Regions from separate parts of the Gossypium hirsutum genome. Here region 1 is linked to region 2. Evidence: chromatin contacts called from public Hi-C data. All regions are on one chromosome and are shown on one strand. Each heading gives the region's core, a stretch centred on a gene start, on an enhancer-like site or on the middle of the called end of the contact. The rest is flanking DNA. Distances are from core to core; before and after follow the strand shown.

What was found. A called contact is a pair of places that touch in the nucleus more often than the background predicts.
Region 1: a Hi-C map of leaf shows a contact between it and region 2, with 1.9 times the contacts expected there. The contact joins the promoter of LOC107886596 here to the promoter of LOC107886601 in region 2. A contact is called at or near these places in 4 of 34 Hi-C or Micro-C datasets (callus, hypocotyl and leaf).

Annotation. Positions count from the first base shown.
Region 1 is chrA03:100,578,569-100,586,030 of Gossypium_hirsutum_v2.1, reverse strand. It overlaps LOC107886596 (protein ALTERED XYLOGLUCAN 4), which reads left to right and starts at 2,307. Exons shown (of 2, transcript XM_016810614.2): 1 at 2,307-2,795; 2 at 2,923-4,130. The coding sequence starts at 2,567. The coding sequence ends at 4,025. It overlaps LOC107886597 (a long non-coding RNA gene), which reads right to left and starts at 6,703. Exons shown (of 2, transcript XR_001680804.2): 1 at 6,546-6,703; 2 at 5,893-6,262.
Region 2 is chrA03:100,384,470-100,391,290 of Gossypium_hirsutum_v2.1, reverse strand. It overlaps LOC107886601 (MLP-like protein 423), which reads left to right and starts at 1,261. Exons shown (of 2, transcript XM_016810618.2): 1 at 1,261-1,589; 2 at 1,720-2,223. The coding sequence starts at 1,403. The coding sequence ends at 1,994. LOC107886599 (WAT1-related protein At1g70260) reads right to left here and starts at 5,379. Exons shown (of 7, transcript XM_016810616.2): 1 at 4,857-5,379; 2 at 4,680-4,742; 3 at 4,450-4,566; 4 at 3,495-3,747; 5 at 3,226-3,384; 6 at 2,959-3,110; 7 at 2,326-2,884. The coding sequence starts at 5,065. The coding sequence ends at 2,725.

The DNA.
Region 1 (7,462 bases), core at 1,058-3,557, 190 kb before region 2:
AATAACCTTTTTTTTTAATCATTTCTTTAACGTATATAGTTTGATTAAATCTAGTTAACCTTAATTAATTTAACTAATTTTAATTAGCTTAATCTTAATAACAATTAACAAAAATTGGTGGATACTAGCTAATTCCCACCACCATTTGGCATATTTGTAAGGGTCCAAATTTTTAATTGGTCCTTTGATTAATTAAAAATCTATAGCAATTAATTTTACTATATTTATAATTTAGTCATTGTACCTTAATTAGTCACTAATTTAATAAAATTACCTATCTAAAATTTAATTTACTTATAAAATAAATTTAAATATTTAATATAAATATTTACGGGCTTGGTTTACGAAAACGATGTCTTGATACCTTGTTTTCCAATACCATTGACTTTAAGATTGTTACACTTGTACCTTTGTTAACTACCCAATTAACAAAAGTAAAGAACCAAACTCTAATTAAACTTTATACTAACCTCGTAAATATTACGAATATCAGAATTGAGGTTCCAAAACTATTGAAAATTGAGCTGTTACATATATTTGCACCAAATATTCGAATTAACAAAATATTCAAATTATAAAAATCAACTTAATCCAAACCCGAATAACCAAAACTACTTATTCAAATTAATTTAATAACTTGTACTTAAAATATGAAAAAAAATTTAAATTTATACGGCATCAAATTTTACACTATATAAATATTTTAGCCCTTGGAATAAACAAGCAAGTCTAGTAGCATTTACCTAAGACTCTTCGAGAGGAATCATCAACGAAACCAATGCATTGATGCATTTGCTCGACGACATCAATGGTTGAAGTGTTGAGGTTTGGGTATGAATTTATGAAGAGTCAAAAGTGAAAATCGAAAATCGAGAAATCAGATAAGCCGAGACTCATTATGCCCTCAATGGTGCTAATGATGTTCCATGAAAAGTCAAGGCTAGACATTCATATGTTGCTTGCCTCTTGTCCAAATTTCAAGTTTAATCATGCTTTTAGGGAAGAGAACAAAGCAATTGGTTAGCCAAGAGAAGTAAGAGCAATGCTTCCCTTCTAGATCGCTTGGTTTTCTCTCTTATTGTAGTGGTATTCAACTGATGAGTTGGATTAAAAATTAAATTAAATTATCAATTAATCAAAAATTTTAAAACACTTAATCGTTAGTCAGTCAAATAAAAATTTATTTAAAGTTTTGAATTAATCAAATATTTTATTCGAACAAGCTTATAACATTACAAAAACTACAACAGTGATTTTTATTTATTTGTTTGTTTTTAGTTTAAATAAAGTTTAAAGTGTATATTATAAAAAGTAATAAAATGTAATATAGTGAGTCAAAGTAAAAAAGAAAAGAAAATTACCATTTTAAAGTAATCAATAATTGAAGTTTGAGAATAACTTCTAATCAAGTTGTGACTGATGATTCACCGATTCGGTTGAATGGATTATAAATTTTAATTAATTCATTTATGGAATTGAAAATAAGTAATATATAATCCAATTCATGAAAAAGTAGTGGCAGTAGGTATACAAGATTCAATGCATCTAACTTTATCAGGAGGCGATTAGCACACGCCCCTTCAGCCTCTGGCAGACTTTTTCTTTTTCGTTTACGAACCTACTCAAAATTTTAATGTGTTTAAAAAGAATAAAAATTTAGACTCCAGTTTTATCTCAATTTAAATAAATCCAAAAAGTCAAAAATAATCTGCGTATATTTTAATTGAATTAATTTTTTAATAATAACTCGTTCTGGTCCAGGACCAGGTATGCATGATGGGTTTTAGGTGGGATGTGATGGAAGGAAAAAGGCATTCCTGTATGCTTTTTCTTAAGATCACGTTTATGGCTTGTGGTGTCACCGTCTATATCATATGCTTAATTAATCACCGCTTGCAATGTAAATACCATCACCAGTGGATTAGGTTGGAAAAAGTGTAATCTGAATCCCGTGAATTTTGAGATTTATTATGCCATCCAATTAAGAGAGCTTGCTATAAGTATATTGTTTTATCATTTCATTGATTTGAATGGTAAATACAAATCATTTAGCTCAAACAAGGAAAAAAAAAAAGACGACATTTGGCTGTTATTGCTATAGGCACAGGTATAGCCATGTTCCAGAATTTTTGTTTCTAGTTTTTACCCTTATAAACCAAATTATTTTGCCTTTTAATAGAAGGGTGATTTTGGATTTTTGACACTATTAATTAGGATAAACATGCTTGGTTGTTCATGAGGAACATGTTTAGTGTTTTTTTTTTATACAGAGATATAAGACAGAGAGACATGACAAAAGGTAAACAACAACCTCTCGCTAGCTGTATTATGTTGTCCAACTCACATTTATAATAATCGTAGATTAATAAGATTCTTTCGATGTCATTGGAACACCACCCCAGCCTCTGCATAAAGTCATAAGCTTCTTTTATTATTATAATTTCTCTCTCTCCCTTCCTCTCCGGCCGCTAGTTCAAGAACACTTTTGTGGCTTGACCTCCACAGTGGCCATAGCTTAGAGAAACCTAGAAAACACAGGTGAAGAGGTGGAGAGTGTGTGTAAAAAATGGGGGCAACAAGTCCACTCAAAGGCCAATCTCACTCTCGTTCACTCACCAGGAATTTGTTGCCCTATGTTCTTTATGCTCTCCTCCCCATAGCTGTTTTTCGCTTCTACTTTCACCCTTTTCCTTTCCCTCTATCCACCTCAGATCAGCTTCCTCACCCCAACCGCATCATCCTCACCACTTCTTCTTCTTCTTCTTCTTCACCTCCTCCTTCATCCTTCTCTAAAGGTACATAGAGTAAAACATAAAAGTTGTCAGACTTTTTTACCTTTTCTTGACTTATGTTCTTTTATTTTTAGTTGTTTTAAATATGGGTGTTATTATTAAACAAGTTTTTGTTTTTGCTTTTTTGCAGAAGAGGAAATAGCTAATGAAACTCCATGTAACTACACCTATGGCAGATGGGTACATGACAAGATGGGGCCTTTATACAATGGCACAACCTGTGGTACAATTAAGGAAGGTCAAAATTGCATCACACACGGGAGACCTGACTTGGGTTACCTTTACTGGAGATGGCAACCAAGCCAATGCAATCTCCCAAGGTTTGATCCCAACACTTTCTTCAACCTCCTTAGTAACAAGCATATAGCTTTTGTTGGTGACTCGATGGCTAGGAACCAATTGGAATCACTTCTTTGCATGCTAGCCACTGCCTCCTATCCTAACCTGGTTTACAAAACTGGGGAGGATAACAAGTTTCGTAGATGGCATTTTTCTTCTCATAACATTACTGTATCAGTTTATTGGTCACCATTTCTGGTTAAAGGTGTTGAGAAATCAAAAACTGGCCCAGATCATAATGAATTGTATGTAGATGTTGTTGATGAGAGGTGGGGATCTGATTTAGAGCATATAGATATGGTTGTACTCTCAATAGGGCATTGGTTTCTTCATCCAGCAGTGTATTATGAGGGTGGTTCGGTTTTAGGTTGCCATTACTGCCCTGGACTAAATCACACTGAGATTGGATTTTATGATGTGATGAGGAAGGCCATAAAGGCCGCACTTAAGGCAATAATTGAAAGGAAGTCTACTGATGGTAATGGAATTGATGTGTTTTTAACCTCTTTTTCACCTTCACATTTTGAAGGTGAATGGGATAAGGCTGGTGCTTGTCCCAAGACGAAGCCTTACGAGGAAGGAGAAAAGATGGTTGAAGGAATGGATGCAGATATGAGATCAATTGCCATTGAAGAAATGGAAGCTGCTAAGGTAAATGCTAAGCAATTCAAAGGATTGAGACTAGAGACATTGGATGTGACCAAATTATCATTAATGAGACCAGATGGTCATCCCGGGCCTTATATGTATCCATTTCCATTCGCTAATGGCATTCAAGAACATGTTCAGAACGACTGTGTACATTGGTGTCTTCCAGGTCCTATAGATACATGGAATCAGATAGTGTTAGAAGTTATTAGGAGATGGAGTGTTGTATCAAAGAGAGAGAAGTGAGGCAATACAGATAGCAGATTCTGGGTTTTGTTTTTCATTTTGCATTTCTGTTGTATTTGTTGGTGTATATTTCTTTCTCAAAACAAGCAATTTTGTTTGGGGTCATATCTTTCAGCTTCATTAGCAAGCAGAATGGGAAGATTGTGGTTAATGACTGAACTTACTACCCACCTAACACCCTCAAAATTTACTTTAGAAGATGAACCTTGTTGATGCGTCTATCTCTTTCAAATCAAAATTAAAAAAAAAGTACAGGCTTCTCTCTATTATGATAAGGATAGCTAAGTCCAAGGTATCCAAAGAAACTTACCTTTTTTACCTAAGCTTGAATAGGAAGAAAGGGGGACAAGGTTCTAACAAGTGGTTAAAGTTGGTGAAATGATTTCAGTATATCACCCACAGACACAAAAGTTAGGCTCCAAAAAGGCAAAGGGCTTTGCATTCGCATCATTAGTGTTTTTGCCCATCCCTTATTTTGGTTTTGGTCCTCACAGTAGTGCTTCCTGTCATGCGCACAAAGCAGACCAGGTAAAAAGGCAAAAGGTAGAAAACTTATTATGTACCAATAGAATTCCATTTCCTTCCTTTGCTTAATTTGATTCATTAATCATACTTATTATTCAAACCCAACTTATTTTCCTCTTCTCATTACCTCAATTAAGGATAGGTTCCTGATTGATCACAATTTTTTTTCTTTTTTGGTATAACCAAATATACAAGCATTTTTAAAAAAAAATTTAATGTATAATTATAATATTGCGACAACCAGACTTCTAATCTTCATTCAAATCTTTAAAAAGCTATTAACTCTTTTTTAAAAAAATAAATGTTTAATTAGATAAATTAATTTAGATGGTTAATTTTAGTTTAAAATAAATTAGACAAATATTTAATTACACAACCAGAAATTTTAAAAATTATATAAAACATTTAATTAATTAAATAAAATTTTGTTTAGATGATTTATCTATTTTTTAACTTAAATACTTTTTATTTATATATTATCTATGTTACTATTTATTTTAAATTTTGGTTTTAATTTTAAAAATCAACTATCACATTTTTAAAATGATTTTTTTAAAAAATTACATAATCTATCTATTCCGTAGATTTTTTGGTTATTTTCAAATCATTTTTAAAAATAATTATTATATATTTATATTATCTTATATAATATTATTCAAAGAATAAAATTGAATATAAAGGTTATTATAAATATTTTTATCCAATATTAAATTTTAAGATTTAAAACTAAAATACATTTCTACCTTTATTATCTAAATTAAATAATTAAATATATGTTAGACTTTTTTTAAAAAAAAAAGTATCTAATTCAACTATAAATAGTTTGATTATGTACAGGTTTTAATTTAATGTTTTAAGTTGTTTTTCTATTATTTAGTCTTATTTTTCTTTTTAGTTATGTTTTAATTATTAAAAAAACAATTGAAGGCAGAGATGAAGGAAATGATAATTACAAATTGAAAACTAAACTGGTTTCAAAGAATTGAGTTATTGGTATCTTTTAAGTCATGAATATATGATTTGTAGTTTTGTTTACAATTTAGTTTTTAATTTTAACTCTTTTATATTTTGTGTACTTTTTTAAATCATTTATCTATTTAAATAGAAAAGAAGAAGAAGAAGTTCATCGTTTCTTTCAAAATTCAGATTAATATATATTGTGAGTCAATTGCAACTAATATTATTTTGTTTATTAATATTTTCTATATGTTACTTTAAATGTTTTATTATGCTTAGATTTGAATTATAATATAATGTATAATATATTATTAAAATTTAGTAATATCTATAATGCCTATTTGATATACTGACAATTTTTAACAATAATTTTAAAATATAAGAATATTTTAAAATATTTTAATTAAATAAATTAAATTACAGTACCATAGCCCACAAACCCGTAGACCCAAATACTTAGAACCCAATTAACCTAAACTACCCACTAACCCGTTTACACCCAACCCACAAACAAGTACAGCCCAAATGGCCCAATTTGTTAACAAAGGATGGAAGACCTAGAGTTTTTGGAACCCTAGGCGCCGCAAACGGAAGGTTCCAGAAGTTGAGCGCCGCAAACGTCCCAAGCGTCACGCCTCTTCGCCTCACCCCACAACTCTGGCCCCGAATCGCGCCGCAGTCAACGCGCAAATCAGCGCTAACATCATCATCATGAGCGCCCGATCATCATTGATCATCGCCAGATTCTCGCTTACCTGCAAAGAAGGAAAGAAACAGTAGCAAACAAACAAAACAAATATGGAAAGAAATAAAAGATTTCTTCCCAAAATATGTAATAGAAATAGTGGCTATAAAAGCCTCCTTTGTAACCTGTAAATACACAAAGATTTTAACAAGGAATATAAAAGCCAAATACATACAATTTCTTTTAGGTGAATCATCAATCTTTTATTATTTTCATTTTTTTAGTATTCGAAGCATATACATACATATATAAATAGTTGGTAAACAGTTTTAAAAACAAGGAAGGAGTCTTACCTTTCAGTATAGACGAAAAAACGAAGCTTTTCAGCTTCCGGCCGCCGTAGATGGTAAAGTCGACGGTGACGAGTGGCCGGAGTCCGGGACCGGAGGGCTCCCATTTCTCCTCATTTAGAGGATTTTTAATTTTTTTTTAAACCCAGACTTTGAAATGAATTTTAAGTTAAAATTTGGCTTATATAACCCCAAACGAAACGGTGCCGTTTTGGTTTAACTCAATAAGCATAAAACGACGTCGTATCAATGCTGAGGACCCGCGTGTTGACCCGTGACCCGGGGAGGATCCGCGTGTTTTTAGAAAACGGGATAATTTTCCAATTAGTCCTTCCGCATTTTTAATCTTTAAAATTTTATTTTATTTTTATTTTTAATTGGGCCCTAATATTTTATAGTTGTTTCAATTTAGTCCCAGTGGTCATTAAACTCCATTCTGAGGAACGACGTTTCCTGGGATAAGGGCTAATTCCCAGTGAGTCCCTCTGGTTTAATGCGCTTTTCAAGTAGGCCCAATTTTTTATTTATTTTGCAATTAATCCTAAATTCTTTAATTAAATTCAATTTTAATCCTTCTTTATATATTTAATTTATTTTAAATACCTTATATATTATTTATTTTTATAAATATTAGTTATATAAAATAATGTATATTATTTTTATTATCCATTACATTATTTTTATTATTTTATATTTTACTTATAAATTATATTTTATTATATATTTTATATATATTATTTTTTTATTTTCTGTAAATTATGTATTATTATTCATTAATTGTGTAAATTTTTTTTAAAAAAATTATTATTAAATAATAGTATATATTATTCTTATTTATATGATAGTATTTTTATTTCATTATATTTTATTTATATTTTATTACATATCATATTTTATTATATATTATTCCTTATGGTATT
Region 2 (6,821 bases), core at 12-2,511:
CATACTTTCCTTTTTTTTCAACCTCGTTGATATCTTATATCAACACATATAAATTCAATCTGACTATAATGCACGTAATAAAAACTACTCCTTAATTTAGCGACTAATTGATTATGCGCCAACCTCTTTGGCATGCAGTTCAATTCACTTAAATTTTCCCCCAACTTTGATTTCTTGTTCAATCATTTTGTCCCATCTAAAAGGAAAATCACTTCATCTTCGAGAAGCCCTGAGAGCTAATGAATCTTTCTCGCTACTACAACTGAATTAGCTAAAAACCAAAAGCACTGTTAGCATTGTTAAATAATAATTCACTAAGATTTATAATTTCATATATATACTCTCTTTAGCCAAGTAATTCATCATATTAAAAATAAATTTTAATTTTAATTTTAAAATTTTCTAACGAAATGAATAATCTAATTAAATACTAATATATATATATATATATATATATTTATATTTGAAGTTACAACTAATAAATCATGAACTAAAAGATCTAACAAATTATATCAATCATCATAAATAAAATTAAATCATTACAAGTATTAAATTGATAGCTTATGTAAAAGTAATTCAACTCAATTAATTAATTAATCCATACATAATTTCGAGACTTAAATTTAAAAATTTAAAATTCTAAAATAAATAATAATAAAGTTTCATTAATAATAATTTATATTTTTATACCTTGTTTTTTAATAATAACTTATATATTACTTTCTTGTTAGATTAATAAATGTATACATTGCCTCAAGTAATTAATTTGTTCATCTTTGAATCAAATCTAGTAGGATGGTCCACCTACAACATTGAATAATTAATTTAAATTTATCAAATGTTAAGCCGTGTTTTGTATTAAAGTTCGTTTGGTTTGTTTCATCTATTTAAACATGTTATTAAAATATATTCTAAAATAATTTTTATTTATAAAATTGGCTTATTAGAAAAGTCTATCCAAAAGACTTGCATTCATCATTAGCCAGTTTTATTAATAAAAATATTTGTAATTATAAAATATATTATATGTTTGCATTCTTATTAGCATGTTTTGTTTTAAAATAGAAAATTATATTTTCAAATACATTTTATTGCTTTTTTGGGTTAACCCGTTGAAATGACATATTTTACACTACGATCCATTAGTTATTGCTTCACCTACTAGCTTTGAAATTGCATCAGTGAACGCCACAAATAATGGGCCCCGACCAACTCCCTCGCTAGGTGCGTGCTTGTGCCTCCGGATGGGCAGTTGAAGCTGTACCAAAGATATTTAATGCGACATTTAGAAACCACTTATCTCTTCTGCTACTATATATACACATCTATGCTACGAGGTGTATGTCAACAATCTTTCTGCCTTTTTCTCCCTTTTAGCATATAGACAATAGCAAATACAGCAATGGCTTCCAGTGGGCAGCTTCATGTGGATTTCGAGCTCAAGTCTCCTGCAGAAAAAGTGTGGGGAACCATTAGGGACTCCACCACGATTTTCCCTCAAGCCTTGTCCCATGATTACAAGAGCATTCAAGTGCTAGAAGGCGATGGCAAGGCCCCTGGATCTGTTCGTCTTATTAACTATGCCGAAGGTAACTAAAACTGTAACTTAAATTGCCAATTTAAATGCAGTACGAGGCATTCATTGATGCAAATGTACCTAAGGGTCGGACTTCAAATTCTTTTTTTTTTTTTTTTGCATTTTTGTTTGATTCATGGTAGGGTCTCCAATCGTTAAGGTATCAAAAGAGAGAATCGAATCAGTGGATGAAGCTGAGAAGAAATATGTTTACAGCATCATTGATGGGGATCTCCTGAAATACTACAAGACTTTCATTGGCAAGATCATTGTGGTTCCCAAGGGAGAGTCGAGCTTGGTTAAATGGTCCTGTGAGTTTGAGAAGGCAAGTGAAGAGATCCCTGATCCAAGCGTCATTAAGGAATTTGCAGTGAAGAACTTTAAGGAGATCGATGACTATCTTCACGGTAAGGCTTAGAGAGGCCAGGCCATGCCATGCCATGCCATGCATGATCCTAGCCCTGTTTAATGGATTCTCTCATGTTTTCTTAGTAATAAAATAACATGCAAGGATCCCACTTCAGAATATTTGTCTAGGATCCATCCTTAATTAGTTCATCTTGTTGAGTGGTGACTTCTTGCTGCAAAGTAATCCTGTTGCTTTGTATTTTCAATATTAATTTATGTATTGCCATGGGTTTTCTTAATTTCCTCTATATTGTCTTGTCAGTGAACTTATGTTGCGCTCTGGATTCAAAAAGGTAAAAGGAAAAAAAATGCAGCAAACAAGAGATAATTACATGAGCAAGTAAACAAATTAAAGAAACCTTCAAACAAACACCATAGCTGTTTTAAACACTCCAATACATAAATACAACATATACGATTTTTGTCATTTTTTTCACTGTTTTTTATTCACACAGAAACCACATATGACAGAGTCATTTAAAACTTAAGAATCTGTCCTCGAACCTCCAACAAGTAGGGGGGAAAACACAGCAAGAAGATTTACATTTTACAGTGAAAGGCCATCCTATCAAATGTATGTACATGTAATAGAAGGGGCTTCTACAAAATCACAGCACCTTCTGGTTTGACAGGCCAGGCCTCTTGCTGTTGAATCCTTCTTTTTTTTGACAGAAAAAAAGGGACACTTTCCACTTGATTTTTTAATTCAATAATAGTTGTAGAGGTTGCTTGGCCTGGCTCTAGACTTGGGCATCTTCGTTTTCCTGCAACAGAGGGGCCTTGAGGTCTGGAATATCACTCACTGTTCCAACTTCACGCTCTTTACGAAGTTCCTCTTCCCTGATTTGTCCAAACATCACAGCATAATATCCCGTTCCTACTATTATTGTACCTATCACACTGTACAACCTTTTTGTGTCAACAACATATAAAGATTTGAAAGGTAAGAGAAAAGGGAGAAAGATTTTAATTACCTTCCATAATGAAGACTGTTTGTAAAGAAAGAGGTTCCGAAAACTGTTGCAAAGACTACCCCAAAGGGCTTGAACATAGGCACATAAAAAGGGCCTTTCATTCTCGTACATGCTAAATGAACGTTGCTACGGATAATACTCCCAAATACTCCCTATAACCATCATTATGGAATCTATTAGTCACTAATTTTCTTTAACTTGTAATGTTTGGTGTTAGCTAAATTTCACTTTTTTTTTCTTTATTTTTTTTTTGGGGGGGGGTCTTACTGTCACAATAATGAGTAGGAGATCCGGCTTGCGTTTCAGTTTCCATGCATCTAGATCTCCTTCCATGATCAAAGAAAAAACAAGGCACTGGATAGTCCCAACTAAGCTATAAGACGAGGCCACTTTCATCACTTGTGGATATTGTTTGACGGTTCCCATCTGACAAACAAAAAAGTTTTATTGTTTTTGAATGATAAAAGGAGGACAAGGTTTCAAGACACAAAAACCAAATACTGAGCTTAGTTTATTTGTGGACCAAAACCTTGTACCTGAACAATATTCCATACTGAAATCGACAAGGTAGCAGCCGCAAGCAAAATACCCCCAAGAACCCAACGATCTGGCGTCGAGTAGAAAACAAAAAGTTTTGGTATAACTTGAAGGTGGTGGTCAAGTGAAACAGGTGATGGTCGTGTAAACGGGCCTTTGTATAGTTCTACAAAAATTGCACCTGCAATTGATATAAAAGTTCCAATCATTTTGGCTTGGCTGCTTGTGCTTCTCCAATCCAGCCTTACCGTCCTGTGATAATTATGAAATTTCAGCCAACGCTGAATAAGATGTTCCAATAGACAGTGTTTCTTTTTTCCTAAGCATCCCACCACAATGATTTTGACCTTCCTTCAACTGATATTTATTTTCTTTATTTACAATATTTGAAATTTAGGAGTTACTAACGATTGAGTCCAATGGGCCGTGGTCTTAACTTCCTCTACTCTTTAAATTGTATAATGGAAGTGATAGGTTATTTCGTTTATCAATTATTAGATTTAAGGTAATCACATTTGGATATATCTATAAAAAAAATCATATAAAAAGTAAATGATAATTTTATTATATGCATCTTTTTTATTTTATATAAAATATAAAATGAAAAATATATTCTCATAACTATATTTGTTATTTTATAAAAAAATTTTAATAATTTTTCAGCTTAATTAAAACGCGATGAATAAATAACACTAAGCTAAGTCACCGTATATATACCATTCAATATTCTAACTATATCATTATCATGAATCATGCATGGGTGAACCCGTAGATATCTGTATTTTGAACCAAAAAGAAAAAGGATCTAGATAACTGTTTTCCGTTTGTACTCGTCAACTTTGAATATTAAATATGTTTTCTCACTTCTTCTTCTTTTTAAAAAAAGAAACTGAAATCGACAAATTAAAACAAAAAGGAAAGAAAAATGGAGATGGTTGCGAGAAAGTTAAGAACCTGAGAATGATGGAAAGCAAGAAGGAAATGGTAGGCATCAAGAGGCCCATTGCGCATACAACGATTGGTGAACTGTAGCTTAACCCGAGAAACGCAAGGTTCTGAGAGATTGCAACCCTACAAATCAACACCAGGATATAAAAAAATAAAAATAAAAAATCAATCTTCACTTTGAAAATAGCTTTGACAGTTTGTAGCAGCAGGAACATTAGAAAAGAAGAGAAAACTACCCTGTTAAACCCATGAAAAAAATACGAAAGAGGAGTGGGAAGGTGAAGAGCGATTGTTCTATTCTGCAATTAATGATAAAGAAACAATGGTGAAGAAGTGGGTTAATTGAAAATAAAGCATATGCATACGTCCTGTAAAGATACATGTAGAGCCTAGAGAGGGAGACACAGACACACCTTTCCCCACGATGATAAAGGAAGGAAAAAGGGAGTAGGAGAATGGAGCCAACAGCATTGGTATACACCACAAAAACAAAAGGGTTGATCCCAGCCGTTAAGGCTGTTTTGGCCAATATCGTCAATGCTATGGTGCAACCCTCCATTATGAGCATCACCGCAAATGGTGCCACTTCACTCCTTCTCTCTCTCCTCGTCTCTGCAACCATCTTCTCTGGTTTGGTCGATAAATCAAAAACACAAAACAACGAGAGGTAATGAAGCCTAGCCTAGCCTCTCATAAAGTCAAGTTGCTCGCTTGTTCTTCTGGGACTGTGTGTGTGGCCTTGTGCTTGCGTGTGTGTGGGGATGCTATTTATAAAGAAAGAAAAGACTTTATTTTATGAGGAGAAGGCAACCATAGCCTCAGAGTAGCCCTTGGAATAAGGGTGAAGCTACTTTGGAAGTGAAAAAGCGACTCGGTTAAATAGTTATCTGATTCCACCTCCAACCAGAGGCGGAGTTGCTGACATACGCTTTCCTTTCTCTCATTTTTAAATTTTCTTTTCTATTTGTTTAAACTAAAAAAGTTGGCTATATGTTTTCTTCTAATTCGGCATCAATAATTATGTCACACCATTGGGAAAATAGTAATATTGTTAATGATGTATCAAATGCCAAAAAAATCTTTAAAATATAAATCTTTAGTTAACTACGGGCCATAATCTTAATTGTTTTTGATTTTATGGTTGAAGTTTATGGTCGACATTCACAATGGCCCTACCTTAAATGCATTATAATAAGCATACTGACCCATCCACATGCCTCAAGGGACCTAAACTTCTCAGCCAAATCTCTATGATTAATCCTACAGGCCGAGGCTGGTACTCTAGATTCTCATTACATAAATTGGAAGCCAGCAATCTTAAGTTTACATGGATTTAAATTTATGGCACAGGTGAAAAATAAATATTATTAAAATTCACATAAAACTTAATTATGATGGTAAATTTAATTATTTATTATGTATGATATTTCAAGTTAAAATATAATTTAATTCATATATAAAAATTATTTTAATAATTGCTTAGGAGGGTAAATAACAAAACAAACGATAAAAGAAGGCTAATAGAAGAAAATAATTAAATATATGTACTGATTTGCTACAACTCAAAATTTACGCAGAATTCAAGTTATTCATTAGCTTACAAATGCTTGATAAGGTCGTTTATTCTACTTTACTCACTAGCGAAGCGTCCGCGCTGCTATTTTAGATATTTTTTTTATCTGCCATGTTTTATATTAATGATTTTTTTTAATTCTAATTTTACAAAAAAAAAATTTATTTTAACTTTTTATCCTTTTTTTTAGTCCTTAAACTTGTAATTTTTTATTCAAGTCACTTTAAAATGAATGGAAAAGTTAATATTTGTTAACTTTGTTGACGTAGCATACACGTGAATTGCCACTTGAATAACATGTTAGCATTTAATTAATTTTTTAAAATTTTAAAAATTTTAAAAATTTATTTTTATAAAATTTATATATTTTTAATAATTTTAAAGATTTTTAAATTTAAAAATAAATTTTTGAATTTTTATGAATTTTTAAAATTTAAAAAGATTAATCAAATGTTGACGTGTCATCCACAAGTATGCTATATCAAGAAAGTTTAAAAAGTTAAATTTGTCATCCAGTTTGAGGTGAAAAGATAAAAAATTAAATTGATGACTAAAAAAAAATTAAATTGGAAGGATCAAATAAGTTGTTACGCCTAAAAGAATTATTGCATTAATCAAAATTAGGATAACAAGCACAAATTTGAATATTTGTAAATATTTAATTTGTGTTTTACAAATTTAAAAAATATTCAAACTCATATATTTTAATTATTATCTACACTAAATCCAAAGCAAATGTGATTATTAAGGTTCGAATATTCATAATTTAAATCTATTTTATTTTTATAAATAATAAATTTAAATT